Linked DNA regions of Rattus norvegicus: region 2 is linked to region 1. Evidence: chromatin contacts called from public Hi-C data. All regions are on one chromosome and are shown on one strand. The core of a region is the stretch at or near the end of the contact, and the rest is flanking DNA. Distances in the headings are between cores, read along the strand shown.

What was found. A called contact is a pair of places that touch in the nucleus more often than the background predicts.
Region 2: a Hi-C map of frontal cortex shows a contact between it and region 1, with 1.7 times the contacts expected there. The contact joins two enhancer-like sites. A contact is called at or near these places in 2 of 12 Hi-C or Micro-C datasets (Schwann cells and frontal cortex).

What each region holds. Positions count from the first base shown.
Region 1 is chr16:26,615,814-26,619,644 of GRCr8, forward strand. The region is part of intron 9 of Psd3 (pleckstrin and Sec7 domain containing 3); the gene reads left to right. Among named protein-coding and RNA genes, the nearest start is that of Psd3, 210 kb to the left of the region's middle. Within about 2 kb of position 1,323, at least 24 of the 93 cell types and tissues checked have an H3K27ac peak or open chromatin away from gene starts, as enhancers often do.
Region 2 is chr16:26,791,324-26,795,157 of GRCr8, forward strand. Psd3 (pleckstrin and Sec7 domain containing 3) reads left to right here. Exons shown (of 16, transcript NM_001419764.1): 16 at 3,187-3,834. The coding sequence ends at 3,402. Among named protein-coding and RNA genes, the nearest start is that of Nat3, 150 kb to the right of the region's middle. Within about 2 kb of position 2,443, at least 20 of the 93 cell types and tissues checked have an H3K27ac peak or open chromatin away from gene starts, as enhancers often do.

The sequences.
Region 1 (3,831 bases), core at 73-2,572:
TGGTTTATGATGATAAATATGTGTTTAGATATTATGAATTATACAGAAGTAAATTCAGTATTTAAAACAAAAATACAATGGGGATTATTTTTGAAGAATTTGAAGGTGGGCCACAGTAAGAACCTATCATTCTTCAGAATATTGCTGGGAAGTCTTGAGGCACTGAGTGAAAAGCACAGCTTGAGACCAGTTGTCCAGTGAGCAGCACTGGCTTGGGTACCAGTGTCAACAGTGTTGAGGGATGTGCTCGTGAAGTATAATTCGGAGTCTCTTGTTTGGGCTTCTGTTACTGGATTGTTTGCTTAGATTCCCTCATGCCTTTCTCACTGTGTTTTAACCAAATGAAGTTGGAAACAATTAGGAAAAACAGAATTCTTTTTTCGAAATGTTGTGACATCAGAATGCATCAGAGTGCTTCATGGCGGAGTTTGAAATAAGCAATGTAGGATCTAGAGAGCAAGGTGTTGCACGTGGAGCAGGCCATATGACTGTCCAGCTTCCATGCACAGCACGTGGTCATGGTACCCACCCCTCAGAGTGGACAGAGGGATTAAGAGGCGATGTTTGTCTGTCTGTCATGCACAAGGTTTCCTGATAGGGTGGGAAAGTCCTGGGCCCTAAGTGAGTTTGAGAGTTGCTAATGATGTTACCAGTGATAGAATCTTGGGGAGGGGACTTAATGTTCATTTTACCTCTTTGTACCATAATAAATAAAGCGTCCGTCCTGTGCTATAGCTGTTGTGTTTTTCATGTGGGCCCATTAAACATGTAAGTATCTACTGCCCAGCCTCTTCCTTGCTCTTTAATTCCTGTACCAAAAGTGTAAACTCAGTTTCCTTGTTGTGTTCAAACTTCTTCACCTGATACTTTTATAGCAGAATGTGGCTTGGCAGAAATTTAAGTTGGAAAATCTTGAGGGATTCATTCAGTGTCAGTGATGGGAGTGTTCTTAACACTGGTTTTGTTCTTGTAAACTCAAACCATAGCTCTTGAATTTGTCTTCCTTTCATGCTACTGGTTTAGACAAAGTATGCACAAATAATAATGCCAGTAAATGTTCAGAGCTAAATCTAAGAAAGTTGCTCTTTTTATAGCAGCAGTTTCAAAGGATCATGCCCAGAAGACTGAAGGAGAGGAAGAAGGGGGCCTCAGTCTGAAACAGGTCTAAACTTTTTATAAATGAAAAGCCAGAAGCGAATTCTCAAAAAATGCTTGATCTGAGTTATATCCGGAGTATGCAGTTGAAAATAGGAACTTATGGGTGGTATTTAAGTGTAGCTATAAAAAGAGCATCAAGTGCTGCCTGGAGTAGGTGAGCGCTCTAAGAGAAGGTCATGCAAACCTGGTAGCAACAGTATCTATGGAGGAAAGGGCTTTGGAAGCTTGTGCTAGTATAAGGAGGAGAGCCTTTGAAAAGAAAAGCTGTGGTAGTGAGCTTTTAAAGAGAAGAGCATTAAAAGTGATGGCTCAAAGTACAGACCCTTGCTGCCTTTTTCCGTGTGGCAAATCAAGCTGGGTTGTGTGATGAGAGGTCTGTTTCTGTTTCCGCCTCCTCTCCCCAGCAGTCTGGAAGCAGGCTGCTGCTTTCATGCCTGAAATCATCGTGGACGAATGAGATAATGTGATGCCTTCTGTATGGTTCAGATCTCGAATGAACACGGTGATGCTAATGAGCCTGAGTCCTTGAAGTAGTTGAAAATCTACAAATCATGTTGTACTTATTTATTTATTTTTTTAAAGGCCCTCCCTAAAAGAAGCCTGTTAGAACAGTATGACAGACCAGATGCTGCTTAGAGTACAGACAGATTTTTTTTTTGCCCAAAGGAAAAGCTGGATGGGGGTGGTAGTAATCGTTAAGTGTTCTGCAATGGAATATTAGTGATTCTCAGGCAGATTCTATTTTTAATTTGGTCACAAAGAAGCGCTGCAAGGTTCCATTTTCCAGTACCTCCACAAAAGTTTGAATGTCAGTTTGCTTGGAGTGTTCGTAAAACATTGTCAGCCTACCCTGCACGTTAGGTGTTGCTGGTTCTCAGACATGACAAATCGCACACTGTAGCTTTGAACTTAGGATTTACCCAATGGGCCTGGGAGGCCTCTGAGAGTAAAGGTCTACAAAGTGTATAATTCAAGAATAAATGAGCTATCATAGCTAAATACTGTGATACATGTTTATTCATTAAGGAAGAATGGAACACATTTCAATTGAGGAATTTGTATTTGCCAGAAAGGCAGCTCACCGAGGAAAACTGTTCTATGGTTATTGTGATATACATCCGTGGCATGAAACAGACTCAAAAATCTGACAGCATAATTATTAGGGTAACCATTTTAATAATCTTTCCCTCCCTCTCTCTTTTACTTTCTTCCTCCTTTCTTCCTTTCTTCTATCCTCCCTTCCTCCCTCTCTCTTCATTCCTCCTCCTGAGTATGCCAGGAAGCACTCTGCCACCATTGAGCTATGCTTCCAGCCCTTCCCTGATCTCTTCCATTTGCATCACAAACATCACTGTGTAACTACAGGTGGATACAAGTAGTTGACACTGGACATTAGCCTAAGTGCATCTCAGAACCAATGTTTCACTGAATAAATAACTGTCATATCCAATTACATCTTCTAAGACAAACTAAATGGAAGTGTTCAGGTTCTTGACTTTTACGTTGAAATCATTTTTAAGAAATAGATTTTTTAAAAGGCAGGATCTCACTTTTAAACGGGCTAATCTGGCTTTACACTCTGTGTAGCCCAGGCCAACCTCAGACTGAGAAATCCTCTTCCACCAAGTGCTGAGGTTAGTTGCACTGCCATGCCACTACTGGAAAATCAGTTGTTTCTCAGAGTTAAAAGGATTAATGTAGAGGAAGTGTGTATGTCAATTGTATGTTGGTAGCAAGAAGTAATTGGATACTGATGTGAACAGAAAACAGAACCACTGAAGGTAATAGGTCCCTAAGTGGGACCTTTGTAGTTCTGCATAGCTTCTCAGTCAGTGGCTATATTCTATTCTACCAAGTAAGGGATGTCATGAGTCATCAGAACTGTTGGGCTGGGTTTGCTTAGTCTCATTAAGAGATGGGAGTGCAAAATACATTAGGAAAAATTGCCAGAAAACCTATTTTATAAAGATTTGTTGTATTTAAAGAAATTAACTTCAATCACAAAACCAGCTAACATAATAAATTATTATTGTTTATTCCAAATCACGCTGGAACTTTCATTCTCTTTCCATGTTGGGTTCCTCTTGGTAGTTATAGAGAGCCTTGTATATTAAACCAGGAATAGATTAAAAATATTTGGTAGGGAAATTGAATTTGCCTTGAACATGTACAGACTTTGTCCCTGATCTTATTTACATAGTAAAACAATTATTGCTCAGGCACTTATATCACATTCATTGTTACAAGTCATCAAGAGACAGCTCAGAACTTGCAAGAAGATACATGAAAGTCCTGAAGAAACACTACAGTGTTGTATGCAGGGTGCTTGATTGTCACACTGTGTATTTGTGGGGGATGGGTGATTGGAATCAATACCACGTGGATGCCAAGACTGACTATTTTGACCTGCCAGCTTTTAGTGTTTAATCTCCCCTCAAGCTCTCCACAGGTAGACACAGTCTTCTGTGTTTGTGCTCTTCCTCTGCATTTTTCACTTCTCTTTTCTCAAAAATGTTGCTTTCTCAGAAACACCAAAAGCCACATTCATCGATACTTTTCATGGAATTCTCTTTAAAATATTTTTGAATTACTATATAATGACATCATTTTCTCATCGTTTGTCCTCCCATACCTTCCCTTATACACCTCTTATCTCTCTCATTCATCTTCTCT
Region 2 (3,834 bases), core at 1,193-3,692, 180 kb after region 1:
CTAACAACCATGATCTAATCATGCACATGTGTCCTTGCATTGTAATCTCACACTGTATCCTCAGAGTGTGTACAGTAAAATGAGTATGTGCTTTTGGAGAAGGTGCTTTTGCAGAGAGTATGGTCTTTCTGCCTCTTTTCCCTCCATGTTTCCTGAGCTATACAGATACAGGTACTGTGATATAATGGGTAGCTTTGAACCTGGGTTCCCCATGATATGTTGCTCTCTGCATGGTGTCCATGTCTGGTTTTCTGTGATTATCTCCAGAAAGTGATGTAATTTTATTTCAATCAAAAAATGAAGTAGAAAATAAAGAGATGAGTACAATTGTTCTTCCCAATGGATTATTGTTTAAGCTTTAGTTTAAAACTTATACTGCCTAGTTTACCCTAGGAAAATCTATGAAAATCTCGTCTTCCAAGAAAGGAAGACAGAAGAAAATCACCTCTCAAAGAGGAGGTCAGTAGTTAGAAGTGAAGAGGGCACAGTGAAAAACGAAGAAAGGAGCTTCGTGCAGAGTTCTCTTTAATCAGAAAGGAGGCAAGCCATTTGTGAGTTCATATGCCTGCTTTTATTCCCTTGTCTTGCTTCCTCTAACAGTAGAGCAGTCCTTTTCTCTGGTCCTCCTTCACCCTTCCCTCTGTCTTTTCATCAGAGTAGATGACTCATACCTGACCGTGCCTCTGTGCTGTGCTCCTTATGTTTTGGTTAGCTCATATGATTGACTTGTGATACCTACATTGTAGTGGAGCTGGGAGACACATGATAAAATGCTTTCCTTCCTGCACTTTTCAGGTAAACTCTTAGTGGTCTGCTGCCAATGATAGGGACTAGTCCTATCCTCTCCTTGCATCCTTTCTATGGCTTATAAATAACACTGTCTTTCATATCCCTTCACTGCATGAATGTTTCAGTTCATGGAGTAGTGTCTCACTGTAGACTCAGTGGCTTCCTGAGTCTATCTTTAAACTGCCTCTAAGTCACATATACAAGATCATGTACTGAATGAAAGTAATCTTTCCACAATTTTAATTTTGCCACCAGGACAGATTATAAATTCTTATAATAAATATGGCTGTTGAACCAGCTTATCAGTGGGTTTTATGTAGCTTGGTCTTATGATTTGGGGACACATGTAGTAATTAATATGTAATGCTGATGACCTTTCGATCAGCAGGGCCCTGACTAAGCTCTCTTGTGGCCTTCAGAGCTAATGTTGAGCATGTTCTCTTTTATTCTGAAAATCGAAATATTTATCAATTGGTAATACTTTCAGTGGTAGTGCGTTCCTACATAAAGAAAGTTGTGGTTTATCTTTATGAAACTGGGATGTGGGGATTGTTAGAGTTGGATTCAGTTCATTGGACCAGAAAATAATCAGATATTTTCCTCTTTTGGAGGGATCTTTTCATTTTTCCCTCAGGTATAGCATGTTTTTCTTTCATCTCCATACACCCTTCCCCACATCACATGGCAACAGCTTTAGGAATCATATCAAATGGGGAGAAAGAGTAAGGTTTTGGAGCTAGAGAGAGGACTCAGTGCTTATGAGTGCACATTGCTTTGGAAAATTCAAGTTCAAATACCCATGACGGGCAGCTTTTAACCACCTGTAACTCTAGGACTATCTCATGCCTCTGGCCTCTGCAGGCGCTGCACTTGGGTACAGAAGCTCACGCATATACGTCATTAATGTAAACCTTTTTACAAAGAGTGCAGTTATAGAACTGCTGAATTCTGCTCTAATGCCGGTCCTAGGAGTCTCTCCCAGGAGCTCCCAGCATCCCTTTTCTGTTTACTTGTCTCTGAAGTATCACATGCCCATCCTAGTTGTTGGAGGGGCTGGGCAAGCTGCCATCTACTCTGTGTCAGTCCTCAGGGACAAGAAAGAGGGAATTGAGAATAGCTTTTAATTGGCCAACCAACAGTGTCTGTGAGTCCTTCCTACAACATACATTCGTATGTTCGTTTCCAGAAAGAAACTGTTTGCAAAGTGGATTTTGCTGTCAACCTTGCTTGGAATCAAATCAAAGTTTTCTTCCTATGCCTTCTGACTTTGAGCTTCCCTGGGCTTTTTTCCTTAGAAGTGAAAAGGGAATAGTAATGTTACAAGTTTTGTAGTGATTGTGTGAATAACTTCATGTTAGGATATTCATGAGGACATTCAGTGAATGTCATCACCAAAGCCAGTGCCGTGCTCAGATGCAGAAAGGCTGACCAGCTAACAGGTTTCTCTCTTTGAGCAAAATGATCTGGAAATGCAGCCCTTGAAGCAGATGTATACAAACCCTTAATCTGATTAGAAAAAAATCCTGAAGGATATATAGTCTTAACAGCATTTGCCTTCCTGTTTGGAAAGCCTGATGTGTGGTGTGCTCTTTTTTACAAATAAAACACTGTAGCGCTTATCCAGAGTCCTCACGTGTGGAAGCAGAGTGCAGAAAAGCACATTTTGACTAGAATGTATCAGATCAGGACTCTGTAATTTTCAGGATGTGCATTCAACAGTCCTAGACAAGTTACTTGGATGGAAACAGCACTCTTGGGGCTAGGATAAAACAAAGGCCTCTGCAGTGTTTTCAGTGATTAGAAAATAAAATGTCATAGCACAAGAGAGATGGGGAAGAGGAAGAAAGGGGCTCTCTGAAACACGGATGCCATTCCTTATACAACCAGCCACAAAGGAAATGGTGTAGAATGAGAAAAGCACCAGAAAGCAATTCCATGGTCTGTGAGCCTCATCTTGTTTCCTGGTAACCACTCTTCATACTCTTGAGCCTGAGAATTGTCTGATCTGAGAAGAAAAGCAGTGGAAAGTCAGAATGGCTTCTACAATGAATTACTGTCTGACAGGGGACTGGTAGGTGGATTCAGAGTGGAAGAACTATCCAGTTATTCTCCTCATGCCCAGACCCTCTTGGGCATATGCATTTCAGATGCATGGACTCTCTCTAGTACATTGGCATTTCTTCAGAATCCAGAATAAATGCTAATGAAAATTCTAGGGTAATTTCTTACCCTAGAATGAGTCAGTCATCAGCTGCAGTTACAAATACAGGAGTAATGTCAGCTTGGGATAAAGACAAATATTCAAAAACATTATGTTGTATGTAGAAACATACTAGGTGTGCTGTACACATGCAATTGTAAACTGTACTGACCACACTTCTCTGATTTTGCCTTTAGAAAACCCGTTATGAAATTTATGTCAGCATTCTGAAAGAAGGAGGCAAGGACCTCCTCAGTACCGAGGGAAATGAGCCAGTGGGACTGAAGAAGTCACACTCAAGTCCTTCCCTGAACCCAGATGCATCTCCAGTCACTGCCAAGGTCAAGCGCAACGTCTCAGAGAGAAAGGACCACCGACCTGAAACCCCGGGCATTAAGCAAAAAGTTACTTAGAATCCATCTGCGGCCAGGAAGTGCTGGTCATGGAGCAAAATAGGGTTTTTCAAGATCTTTCTGGTAATCCGTGAATATATTTAAAAAAAAACAGTCTGTGACTAAACGGTGCATTAGTAACCTTTCTATTGTATATTTTTGTTAGTTTCTGTACAGATGTCTTTGCTCTTGAGTTCCTTGCTTTGATGATTTGGGCAACTTTATAACTAATGCACCTTTTGTGAGAAGGAGAGGGCTACGGATGCTTTCTCCTTCTGCTTCCTCTTATTTGCACTTCTGCACAATTATTTTATGTGTTCCCAATCAACTGTTGTACTTTTTTTTTTAGGTTTAAATTTTTAATCCATCATGAAACACGTAACTGGACAAGCATTGTGCTTTAGTAAATCCTAGACTTTACATGTGAAATCCTGCCCAGTCACGGAGGTGAAA